Linked DNA regions of Mus musculus: region 1 is linked to region 2. The links are chromatin contacts, called in public Hi-C maps. All regions are on one chromosome and are shown on one strand. Each heading gives the region's core, a stretch centred on a gene start, on an enhancer-like site or on the middle of the called end of the contact. The rest is flanking DNA. Distances are from core to core; before and after follow the strand shown.

What was found. A called contact is a pair of places that touch in the nucleus more often than the background predicts.
Region 1: a contact with region 2 is called in a Hi-C map of uterus, with 5 times the contacts expected there. The contact joins the promoter of Zcchc9 here to the promoter of Vcan in region 2. A contact is called at or near these places in 2 of 39 promoter capture datasets (liver and pre-B cells), 2 of 484 Hi-C or Micro-C datasets (B cells and uterus) and 2 of 115 datasets of contacts at active chromatin or transcription factors (astrocytes and large pre-B cells).

The regions. Positions count from the first base shown.
Region 1 is chr13:91,804,848-91,811,210 of GRCm38.p6, reverse strand. Zcchc9 (zinc finger, CCHC domain containing 9) reads left to right here and starts at 3,515. Exons shown (of 6, transcript NM_145453.2): 1 at 3,515-3,601; 2 at 5,051-5,460. The coding sequence starts at 5,077.
Region 2 is chr13:89,737,717-89,743,950 of GRCm38.p6, reverse strand. Vcan (versican) reads left to right here and starts at 1,439. Exons shown (of 15, transcript NM_001081249.1): 1 at 1,439-1,878. It overlaps Gm4117 (a long non-coding RNA gene), which reads right to left. Exons shown (of 2, transcript XR_003950663.1): 1 at 4,361-6,234.

The sequences.
Region 1 (6,363 bases), core at 2,266-4,765, 2.1 Mb before region 2:
GGGTTTTTATGGGGTAAGGGGCTTAGGGGTGTGAAGTTCAGCATAGCGACACACTATTGGCTTATTCAAACATCAGCAGAAAAATTACATGTACGTGCAGGGTGTCAGAGTTCTGTGAGTTGTTGACTCAGTTCAGATAGCCCTGTTATGTCTTCACATTCCCCTTTATCTTATGGTCAAGATGTTCCCAGGAATGTTTTAACTACGGGGCATACCCAGGTTTGTTTTTCTTTTTTCTCAGCCCCAGGCAGCCTCTAGGCTCACAAACAACCAGCAATTTCTGAGTACTTTATATGACTTACAGGTCTTGAAATTTCATCTTTCTTTCAGAAGCAGCAACAAGCTCAACCCCCCTTGTAGTAAATGAACAGACACTGCATACAGCTATAGGTCATGCTCACCTTCGGCTGCCTGGCAACAGCTCGAGTTTGTAAATGTGCTCTTCAGGTGAGGATGAGAATCTAGCTGCTCTCGTGCATTGCCTCTGAGTGAATACCTCGGTACAAGCTTGAACAGATGACTAGGTGGTATCTACCAAAATGTGAATGCATAGTTTTCTCTGTGGTTTTGGATCAAATGTTGGGAGAGGTGGTCGTTGTGAACTGAGCAAGTGCTCCACAACTGAGATACACTTTGAACCCTTGGTATTTTCAGACAATAGAACAGGACTGGGGAGATGGCTCAATGGCCAAACCACTTGCCATGCTAGCTGAATTTCAATCCCCAGAACATAAAGATTTAAACAGAGACTGAGCATCTCACGATCCATTTACAACATTTTTTCCAAACTGCCGAAATCACCTTCAGCATTTACTTAGCTCCTTGAGCATAGATGCAATGTTACTTAAAGACCTTGCCTGATGATTATATGATGATTAATCGTGGTTTTTTTTTTTTTTTAAAGAATTGAAAGATGGCGAGGAGACTAATAAAGCACACTTGGAATTGTATCTCTGAGGGCATGAATATGAATATAAAAAATGAAGCATGTCTCTTGATAATGAAACCCTTAGCTCCTCACTTAACATCTTTCTTACATTTTGTCATGAAATGATATATTTATATCAATAAGTAAAAGAGACATAGAATAAAAGTATAATCTCTTGAATTATAAGCAATATACACCCTAAGTCTTACATTGGCATGGATAACTCAATAAAGCATATTTTAAGTGATTACAAGCAGACAATGCTCTGCAGTATTTCAAAACAGAAGAGTACATAAATACAGACTGAGTTCTTGGTTCAAAGTTTCATTTTGTTTCTTACTGCCTGTGTGACCTTGAGTGACTTTAGCTCTCTGGGCTTATTTCCTCGTTGTTCAATGGAAAAAGCAATAGCTACCTCCCAGGATAGTGGGTAGATGTACTCAGTAAATAGTAGCTACTACTAGTAGGAATACTAACGCTTCCTCATGAATCCTGAGGACTTAGTATATGATTTGTTTACTCAACTACTAATCATCAAAACAGAAGTGTTCCCTCACTTCCAAAAATCAGATCTTCAAGGAAATTTAGCATTAAAAGGACACCATTTTTGTTGAATGCGCCATCTAGTGGTATATATTATATTCAAGGCTAGGCATCAACAGAAAATAAAATTTCACACTTAGTTAAAATGTTAGTATTGGAGACAGCTGGCTGAGGTCACTAAGCTATAAGAGGCATTATCACACACCTTTCTTTTTGTTTTGTTTTGTTTTGTTTTTAGAGGCAGGGTTTCTCTGTATAACTCTGCTTGTCCTGGAACTCGATTTGTAGACCAGGCTGGCCTCAATCTCAGAGATCTGCCTGCCTCTGCTTTGGGAGTGCTGGGATTAAAGGCGTCCACCACCACACCCGGCCCATCACCCTTTTTTTTTTGGGGGGGGGGGGTTCGAGACTGGGTTTCTCTGTATAGCCCTGGCTGTCCTGGAACTCACTTTGTAGACCAGACTGGCCTCGAACTCAGAAATCCACCTGCCTCCCAAGTGCTGGGATTAAAGGCGTGCGCCACCACGCCCGGCTCCCATCACCCATCTTTTAAGCAGTTCATTTCCCAACAGCTAGAGGATTGTTTGTTTTTGTTTTGTTTTGTATTTTTAAACTTTCTGGGATATTTGTGGCATTTACTATACCAAATCACAATATTTTTCTGACACTGATTTTCCATTTAAGGAAAACTGGGCCCATTTTAACTCTTTATCCAGCTAACGGATGTAGTAAGGAATGGGGATCAATTATGTGAGAGGCAATCAGGATACAGTAAAACTTATTATACAATCCTCTGTGAAAAGAATCAAAAAGCATGGCCTGGGAGAGGATGTTTCAGAGGCTTAGATAAGAATAAAATCTTGGAAGACTTGAAACAGAACATAATTAAAGAAACCAGAGTATTATGTAAGCAGAACAGCGTATGTAAATCCTGGTGCTAAACAAAAAGAAGATGGGAGAAGGCCCCTTCGTACAGAGCTTAAATAGGACAGAGATTGTAACAAATGCTCTTCCAGAGTTTGAATATCATCTCAACATTGAGAAAAGATGGAAGGGGTTTAGTCTGGAAGACACCAATTGGATCTGGCGCTCTGACTTATATTTTCAAAAGTTCACTTGTGTAAAACATCTGGGCAAAAACGTCTGCCCAGATGAGCTGCAAAAATTCGGGCCAACACAGTGAAAGCTGAGACAAGGAACGAACGGGACAGTCAGTAGAGACAAAAGGCGAGAAGAGGCAGTGGATCAAATATTTAAGAGGCAAAATAAACAGAGCCTGATGGAGGACTAAATGTGTACGTCCATGCCGTTTCTCACTGAACAAACCTGGGGGAGGCTTCCCGAGCGAGGGAGGGCGGGGGAGCACTAATAGGACGGAGGACTAGAATTTTATTGAAAAATGAACTCCGGCCACCAACTGTGAATTAACGCCAGGCAGGGCAATCATGAAGTACCACTCAGAAGCAATAGGTGCTCCGAAGGTCTCTTCAGACTTGCATCTCAGCGACTCTCTTGGTGCGCTGACACTGCGGAGCCTCGGCTCTCTCTCTCTCTCTTTCTCTCTCTCTCTCTCTCTTTCTCTCTCTCTCTCTCTCTCTCTCTCTCTCTCTCTCTCTCTCTCTCTCTCTCTCTCTCTCTCTCCCTCTCTCTCTCTCCCTCTCTCTCTCCCCCCCCTCTCTCTGTCTGTCTCTGTCTGTCTCTGTCTCTGTCTATCTCTCTCTCTCTCTCTCTCTCTCTCTCTCTCTCTCTCTCACTATTTCGCTACTATTTCAAATTCATTGAAATATATTGTCCAATTCAAAGGACCGTGTAAGGAAGACCTTCCTCCCAAGAGTCCTTCCGTCATCTAGACTGCACATTCTGGGACCGCACAGACTGGGCGCTCATTATCTTTGTGTCCGGGGACTCCAGTGCAGCGCCCTTACAAACAAACACTACACGACCCACAAACTGGCACAAGCCAGCCACCTTCCCCAGTTTAAGACCCACAAACACCTCACGCTTCCCTTGCTTGGCCTGCCGGAAGTGACGCGTGGAGACGGTGCACTTCCGGTCTCTATGGCCGCGATCTCATCCGGGGCCGGGCTTCTCTGGTTCGTTGTCTCAGCTGCTCTGGAGGATTCAGACCCGGTAAGGAGCTACGCGGGTACCACCGGTTAAGGCGTGGGCGCCTCTGTGCTACCTTGGCCGACTGGGGCCGGACTCCTGCGGGAGATCGCGAGGGCAGAGCCCGGGAGCTAGCTTGTCGGATCGCCGGCTCCGTTGCTGGGAGCGGGCCCCGCAGGCCTGCTAGGGTGCCCGCGGGTCGCAGTGCTGGGGCGGGCATGGAGAAGCGATGCCGCGCGTGCGGGGGCACCAGGGCTGTCCGGCTGTCCCGTGTCACCCTCCAGACACCCAGAGTCTCACATTCCGGGTGTGCGGGAGGAGGATCCGCCCTCTTGGTGACGGGGGACCGGTGCACTGTAAAGTGGCATACAGCGTCACTCACCGGCCCTGAAAGCATGTTGCAGACTCCTGGTGCCAAGGCTTTAAGTTGCCTGGCACACTGGATGCTGCCCTGAAAGTGGCAACTCGGTAGTTGAAATAATCCTTTGATTGTGTCTGGTGTATTCATTCATTAAAGAAGAAAAAGAAACTGTTCTCAGAATTGCTAGGTAGTATGCAAAGTAAAATACTCAATTTTATGTTGGAGCCAAATAATTCGTCTTAAAATACACTCCTTTTAAAACTGCTTACATCTGCATTCTAAATGAAAATCTCTAATTATGCATTTATTAAAGGTAAACAAACAAGATTTCTTAATGTGAAGTTTATTTTACAATTTGGATCACTAAAATGGGTTCATTGAAAATGACTTAAAGCCGGGCGTGGTGACGCATGCCTTTAATCCCAGCACTCTGGGAGGCAGAGGCAGACGGATTTCTGAGTTCGAGGCCAGCCTGGTCTACAAAGTGAGTTCCAGGACAGCCAGGGCTACGCAGAGAAACCCAGTCTCGAAAAACCGAAAAAAAAAAAAAAAAAGAAAATGACTTAAAACCATTAGACTGCAAATGGCAGTCACCCTCATTAAATAAGAGAAGACTGCCATGTGACTACAGACACTTTATAGACTGCCTTTATACATCTACAGGGGAAAGACAGACGAAAGGACAAGACTTGTGTATGTTTACTAATGTGCTTTGCAAGTAGTTGCATTGAAATGGCAAACTAAGCAAGCAGATTGGGAGAAGGCAGACTGGTTTAAAGGTAGGAAAAGAAATGGCCAGGACGACGGCAGGGTTTAAGAGGACCATTTACAGTATTTACATATGATTTCTAACTTAAAAATCATTTGCTGGCAAAATATTTTCTAGTTTTAACTAAGCATATGTTGTTTTCTTCAACTGAAGTAGAACCTCTCTGTTCAATGCCAAAATACTGTAGAAAAATGTCTACACAGCATACCATGTGTCTGTACCCCTACCTAAATGAAGAGTTTTAATGGTTTAAAGTTTAAAATGTGAGTATATTTGATAAGTAATGACTTCTGTATATCTTCAATTTATAATTAATTAATTGCTACTTGCTCTTATCTTACAGATTAGTGGAGTACCTCTGATCCAACCATGACCAGGTGGGCTAGAGTTACTACTTCAAATAGTAAGCGACCCCTGTCAGCAACATCATGGGAGGACATGAAGAAGGGGTCTGTGGAGAGAGCAGACCAAAGCCTTCCAAATCGTAAGCAGTGTCAAAGCAGTAGGCTGCCCCTTAGAAATGACTCACCTCAAGCAAAACGCAAAAAGAACAAAAAGAAAAAAGAGTACTTGAATGAAGACGTGAACGGCTTCATGGAGTACCTGAAGCAGAACTCACAGGTACTTCACAATGGACAGCTGATAGCAGCTGACAGCCAGGAAGTGAGGGAAGAAATTGCCGTGGCCTTAAAGAAGGACAGTCGACGGGAAGGAAGGCGGCTAAAGAGACAGGCGGCAAAGAAGAATGCAATGGTGCGCTCATGACTGTATGTTGCTACCTTCTTTGTGCAACTAGAAAGTGTTACTCATCTGGTCACACAATACATGTTTAAACAGAGCCCAATTGCTGCAGTCCTAGTGCCACTTTTAAAGGCTTGTGCTTTCTTACTATACACACACACACACACACAGTACACTGGTTAGTTGTCATAACAATATTACACACATGATAGTATTCCCATATTACAGGCAGAAAGCACAGTAGAAGTGTATCCAGGTTAAGTAACTGATGAAAGCCATGTGATCCATGCTAGAGGTGGCAGTCAAACTGAATTCAAAACCTATGTTTGCCCTACCACTGTGTTATGGTAATACCTTTTTAAATAGCTGTGGAAAACCCTCTAGATGTCCCAAGTTAAAGGTACTTCCCATTACTTGGATGCTCTTTTGTTATTATGTATAAAATATTTGTTCACAAGAAAGAGGCCAGGTCCCTGTAATTCTTTCTACATGAAAGCTATGGAATCTTCAAGAAATGTGTTTCACGATGATAGGTTTTAGAAGCTAAGGCAGGAAACTTCCCAGGTTGGGAGAGGCCAGGTATCCACACTGGGTAATATAAATTTTTATTTTATGTTTGGGTATATCCAGCCTGTGTGCCTGGTGCCCAGGAGACCTAAAGAGTCCAATTCCATTGGTTCCCCTGAAATTGAAGTTACAGAGAGTTGTGAGCCCCCACTACCTTTTGTGGGTGCTGAGAATTGAACCTAGGTCGTCTGGAATATCACTCAGTGCTCTTAATACCAGCACTGTCCAGACCTAATTCCATGTTTTTCATTGTGGTTGTAATTTTTTGAAAATAGGTATATGTGGTCAAAATACAAATTAGCGTGTGAACAATTATTTAATTGATGTTTAAACATTTAAAGTCTTTGT
Region 2 (6,234 bases), core at 190-2,689:
GTTAAATAAGTCACTGTAAGCCAAACTGATTTCGAAATGGCCCGTAGTACAGTTAAGTCACTCACTACAGTGAGTGTAAGTAAAAGGACACATGAAATACACACCGGGGGATGAAATTGTACTGATAATCCTACCACATGTTTATCACTTAAGATCTATGATCATATTGAATCTACAAACCTTAGAAAAGGAGCCCACATGCAGAAGGGTCTAGGTTACAACTTTAGAACTGTGGTTGGCAGCCAATCTAATTAAAGAAATCCAGGGTAAAGACAAACTCTCTGCGTTAATCACTACCGTTTCTGAAGCCCTGTGTTTGATGTCATTCTCTAAGCAAAACATTCAGAGTCAATAATTACAAGGATATTTCCATATTGGTGTAGGAGGAAAAGTTTGTAATTGTTTCAGTACCCTGAGAGTTACTTCGACATGTCTTGCGAACTTATTTTGTCCTCTCTCTAGAAACTCATACTAGACTTCAACGTAACGGAAAATTCAAAGTCGCCCTTTTGTGAGGGTCAGAAATCCTTTGTATTAACTGTTTGACCCTTTGCTCTTTAAGGTCCTAATGGAGTCTTTTGTGATTCAGTGAAGGGTGTGCTTCTCTATATTGATGTTGTTTACATCGATGGATAAGCCTGAGTAGGGGAAAAAAAAAATTGCGAACGTGAAAGATTCCATTTCCAGACAACATGGAAAGACTGGTAAGTCAAAGAAATCTGAGTTAGGCAGAAAATTCTGCAAGATATCCTGTGAAAGACAGAGGTATGGAAGAAGGAAGGAAGCGAAATACATTTAAGGAAAGACGCGGATTTGTGTCAGAGAAAGGATTCTCTTTGAATGGGACAAGGGATTGCTTGGGGGGATTTCCTGTCCAACCCTTTATTGCCAGGGTCTTTGTGTAGGGCCTGATGCCGCGGGCTCCCCATTGGGCAGTTCCCTAGGGAGAGCAGTCACGAAAAGCTTTTGCGTCTCCCTGGGGCTTGGGATCTCACTTTCTCAGTATCTCTTTCAGGTTGGCAGGAGCATTGAGCCTGACACCTCTTCTGATGGGACGAGCAAGCTCCGTGGTCGCATTAAACACATTATACGCAAGTTCTTGGCTGATGTTATAGAGTCCCGTCCGCTCCTAAGGACTGACCATACTTAATTGCTCTGTGCTTGCTGGCCGCAGCAGAGCCTGGGGACTCCTTTCCCCTAATTCAGAAGTAGCAGCCCAGGGCGGGGAAGAGGGGGTGGGGTGGGGATGGGTGGGAAGGCAGTTGTTTGAGACTGCACAGCGAGGTGGTACCGAGTCGTTGAATGAGGAGCACGGATTCCCCCCACCCCCAGCCGATTGGTACTTCTCATCAGGAAGAAACGCTGAGAGGTGGGAGTGCCTGGCCAGGGAGGCAGGCGGTCCCTACCGCAGGCTGAGGGAGCTCCTTTCCGCCCCTCCGCCTGTTTCCAAGCTTGGGCTCTTTGGAGTGACTGAGCTACGGAGCTCTTCAGGAGCCTGTGAATGAACCCTCCTCCTCCTCTCCCTCCTCCTTCTCGCTGAGTCTCCTCCTCGGCTCTGACGGTACAGTGATATAATGACGGTGGGTGTCACAACCCGCATTTGAACTTGCAGGCGAGCTGCCCCGAGCCTTTCTGGGCGAAGAACTCAAGGAGCGCGGGCGCAGCAGCTGTGAGCATTAGGTGCTGTGGCCAAGCGCTGGGACAAGGATCTGCCGCTACCAGCGCATCCTCTCTCCTCTCCAGCTCTGTCCCGCACTCGCTGCACCCTTCCCCAGGCCACCGCGCTTCCTATGTGATCTTCCGGGGCAACGCGGAGCCCTTTCTCACAGCTCAGCAGTGAATTTCCACCCCGAAAACTGCAGTAAGCCGCCTTTCAAGGTAATCACTTTTCTTTTGTTCCCCCATTTAAAAGAAAGAGGGAAAACTTGTTGGGAAAAGAAAACCGTCCAGCTTAGTAGGGGGAAAGACTCACATTGTAATTGGAAGAGGGCTTTAATTAAAGCCAAGAGGACTAGCTGTAAGGCGAAGTTAGAAAAATGTGCGCACTTTCAAACATGAAGGTAACTTGTTAAAGAGATGAATTCAGATAGACCTTGGTGCTGAAAAAGAGCTAGACAAAAGAAGTCCGGGGTGGGGTAGAGGAAAAGGACAAACCGAATAGGGGGAAGGGATTTTGTAGCGAAATCCTAGAAAAGTCCTGCTATCTTGAGTTGGAGGAATGGAATGGACTCCTCACACCTTGATTTTGTTCTCTTTAAAGTGGTCGAGGCAAAAGTTTGAATGGAGAGTCCCCAAACTTGCCCAAATGCAAGCCCCTGAAACCACCTTAGGGCAGACCACCTGGTTTCCTGGCTCCGTGTGTGTGGTCAGTATCTTTGGTTCCTGGAAAGTCACCTCTGGGCAGCTCCTGACAAGGCAGCAGGATACTTTAGCGGCCCAGGACCTGCACGGACATGACCCTTTCCCCCAACCCCTCAGGCAATGTGGGAGGCTATCTGGCAGGGGTTGGGTAGGGTCCTGGGGCTGCTTTTCTTTGATGACTTGAGGGCTGTCAAAGCTCTCTCACGTTGCCCCTGTGTTCTTTTGTCCTGCGCGTGGTGCTCCCGAGCCAGCCGGGAAGGCGCATTGGATGGGGGTGGGGTTGTTGGAACACCGTAGAGGTCTGGGAGGCTCCTGGGCGGGAAAGCTTTCCCTGAACTGGAGGGGTGTGCAGTATCTCCCCCCTCGCTCTGGAAAACGAAATGAAGGCTTGTCCCCCAATCTTTACTAGCAAACCAGGACCCATAGATTCTCCAGACAAAGGTGGCGTGGAGACTCGAGTTGGGGACCAATTGGTGCAGTCTTCTCGCCTGGATTACAGCAGTCCTCTGTTCCCTTCTGTATCTTCATCCGCTCCCATTTCTCCACTTGAGTTGAGCAACTTTACGGGCTGGTGGAGTGGTTGTGGAGAGTGCGTGCCGGGTTTCCCCGGGGACGCCCTGGCTGAGAAAGTCCTACTGCCCTGAGTAGGCGTGGGCATTGCAGAGACTTCTCTAGTGCCTGCAGACCCGGGACATCCCGGTTGTCTCGGTTTGTTCTCGGTGTCAATGGGCGTGGACTGCTCAGAGGGGTTAGACAGAAGAAATAGTGGTAAGAAAATAATGTCATAGCCTAAACTATTTGCTCTCGGATCCAACTACGTTCGCCTCCGCATGTCCTACGTGTTCTCGGGATCCCGAGGAAAGGGAAAGAAATCTCCCCCGAGGCTGCAGGGCAATACTGCCTCAAGTACACCCACAGTGGAGACTCGCTATCTGTGTTCCCTCATCTTTGTGTCTCTTTCTCAGTCTCCATCTTCTCTGTCTTCTCTTTCCCCTTTCTACCTCCTCTGCGCTTTTGCGTCCCCTCCCCCACGGCTCACAAATGAATGGCTAGTGTGAAGTCCCTTCCGTCTCTGTCCAAGGAGGCAGGCCCAGAGGGAGGAGCAAGGGCGGGGGGTGGGGGGGGGCGGAGGCGGTGCGCTCCTTAAGATCTGCTTGCAGTTGGGTGTTTCGGACTAGCAGAACCCAGATGTCTAGGAATAGGGAGTTTTGTAGTAGGCGTGGGCTCCCCCTGATGGAAGAATTCAGCACAAGCGGAAAATAGGGCCAGAAAACCACTTTCATATCCTTTGGTTCAAAGAGAAGACCCAGTTCTCCTTTAATAGTCAGTTTTCCACTTCAGAATCTGGAAAGTGAGTCTTTGGGGTTTGGAGGAGACAAAAAGAAGGGAATTTGGTCTTCCCCAAAACACGGGCTCCTTTTCTTTCATCCGCGTGGCTTCCCGCGGCGCTCTGGGAGGCGCCTGCAGCTGGGCGGACTCACAACGCTGGTGACAGAGTCAGGTTTGTAGTTTCCTGACGTGCAATTTACTCATCATTAAGAAAAGTAATAAAGGCACTTGCTTTGGCAAATTTCGCTAAGGTCCTTGGTCACAATGCTAGGACTCTGTTCCAGGCTATTGTAAAAGAACCCCCCCTCCCCCCACTCCTCATCCCAAACTTAACTTTCTCAACATCAGGACAGGCGTTGCACATGGAAACTGGGAAGAAGGCGGGCGCCTAGAGGCAGAGGAAAAGAGTTTTTCCACTGGGAAAGAGTGGGACAATGGAGGGTCGGCGGATAAAGAAAAAAGAAAACGAAACAGATGGATGCAATAGCCAGGAGCCGGAAGAACTCGTTTCGAAATTTTGTTCTCACTTTCGTGTCTGTTATGCGGAAAACGATAATGATAGCGAGCGCATCCTTGCCTGGTGCTGGCCTGGGAAGCAGCTACAGAAACAGAGGTGGTCCGGCCCCGCCTACAGCGGAGAGGGGCTAGCCTCCCCAGCCCCTAAACTCACCCTGGTTTGGAGGAGGGGCCCGGCTAGGCACTCCCTTCAGCGCCGGGGGGTTCGCTATTCGCCACGTGGGCTGGAGCTTCAGCTCAGTGCGCGAGACGGGTGTGACTTCCTGGGCTCCCAGACAGCTGCACAGCTGCTCGGGCGAGTCGCTTAGCCTAGGTCTCCAGCGGCTGCGGCCAACTGGGGCGGGGCTGGGCTGAACCCGGGTGGGGCCTCGGCTGGCGTGTCTCCTGAGCTCCAAAGGCTAGCTGAAGCTGGAGCGGATCCAACTTCTATTAAGATGGCACCAAAGACTCAAGTTAAAAGCCGTTAAAATACTGTTTTCTCTTGCTTTTTTGGGGAAGTGATATGCAAGTACAGGGTTTTTGCTTTAAAAGGAGGAAAAGTGATGATTTATTCTAAGTCAAATCTTGGCATGAAAATGAGACAAATTTGCGATTGCTCCATGCATTCGTTTTGAAATACATTTACATTCCTAAAGACCACATTTAGCCAGAGACAAAATTAATTCTGCTGTAATTGAGTATCAACCAGGATCATTAGAGTGGGCAGGAAAGGGCAGGGGGTAGGTGTCTAGCACAAGTTGACCAAATGGCTGATAAAGAGCTGGGTTGGCAGCTGCAGCGTTTAGGGGTTGGGTGGGGGAGGGGAGAGCGCTGCGGTTGGTCTCATGATTTAGACTGGACCCTGCTACTAAGGTCTTCACTGTAAATTCTCCAGCTTCTAATTCGGAAAAGCTAGGTTTTAATGATCCTCTCTCCCACCTTAAATTCTGTTTATAAGTGGTCCATTATCGTGGTTTTTGTTTTTTGTTTTTTTCCTTTCTTCTTCTCTCTAAAAGCTATGGCCTAAATTGTGCTAAGTACTGGTTGGCAACTGTGTCAAACTAAGAAAACATTCACATAAAAGCCTAAAATGAAATGTTCTGGATTTAATAGGAAAACATTAGTGGAAGTATCAGATAGTTGTCTGAGGTGGAGCGGATTACCATTTGTAAGAGGAACATAGCAAGGAGGGGGTCCCAAAGCACCTGAGTTCTAGTTCTGAGTCACAATGTAATAAAGGAATACTTGACAAATTGCATCTGCATGTCCCCACGAATGCTACAAAGGGTTCCAATAGATTCCCAAGCAGTTGAGCAATTACTTCCTCCAGCAGGAAGTCCACAGTCCTTAATCTTCTTGTGGGTGGTAGAAAGGATGGGATTCAAGAGCATCACTTAGAATTTATGTAAGAGTTCAAAGTTTGCTTTTTCTTGGTGGTTTGAAAATTTAAGCCTCTTTATAATAAGTCTTATTTCCTTCCTTAAAAAAAAAAAAGAAAGAGAGAGAGAAAGTTTGAAAAGAATTTCTTCAGGTTAATAGGTATTTATGCAGTCAGGCTTACCCCCTTTCGTGGCTTCTACTAACTGCAGGGAAATCCCTGTGGTATTCCATGCTGCCTCTGTCTATGTATGAGTAACGTTTTGTTTGGGAAGGATATAAAGAGTGAGGAAGGGTATAAAGCTAAATTTGATTAGTGAGGGTGATGCACCCATTGTTCTGTCTCTCTTTACACTGCTAAGCTTAAACACTCTCAGGTTAATGATTGGTCAATAGTGGGGCATTCTGGAGCCCCTGAAAGCACTAAGACTAACTGAATGTCTTCCTCACACATATACTTAAGCTCTTTTATGTTTTTTTTTGTAGACTTTATTCATGGATAGACATCCACAGATTCTGTATTTCAGATGGGATGTGGATCAGAGAAGGGCAGCACTTCTAGACACTCATGTTGCTTTGGGGCAAAAGAATGAATGCTTATACTAGGTGGATTTTTAAAATTTCCTCCACCCACCTAGAGAAATCAGTTAGGGGACAGACAAACACTCATTG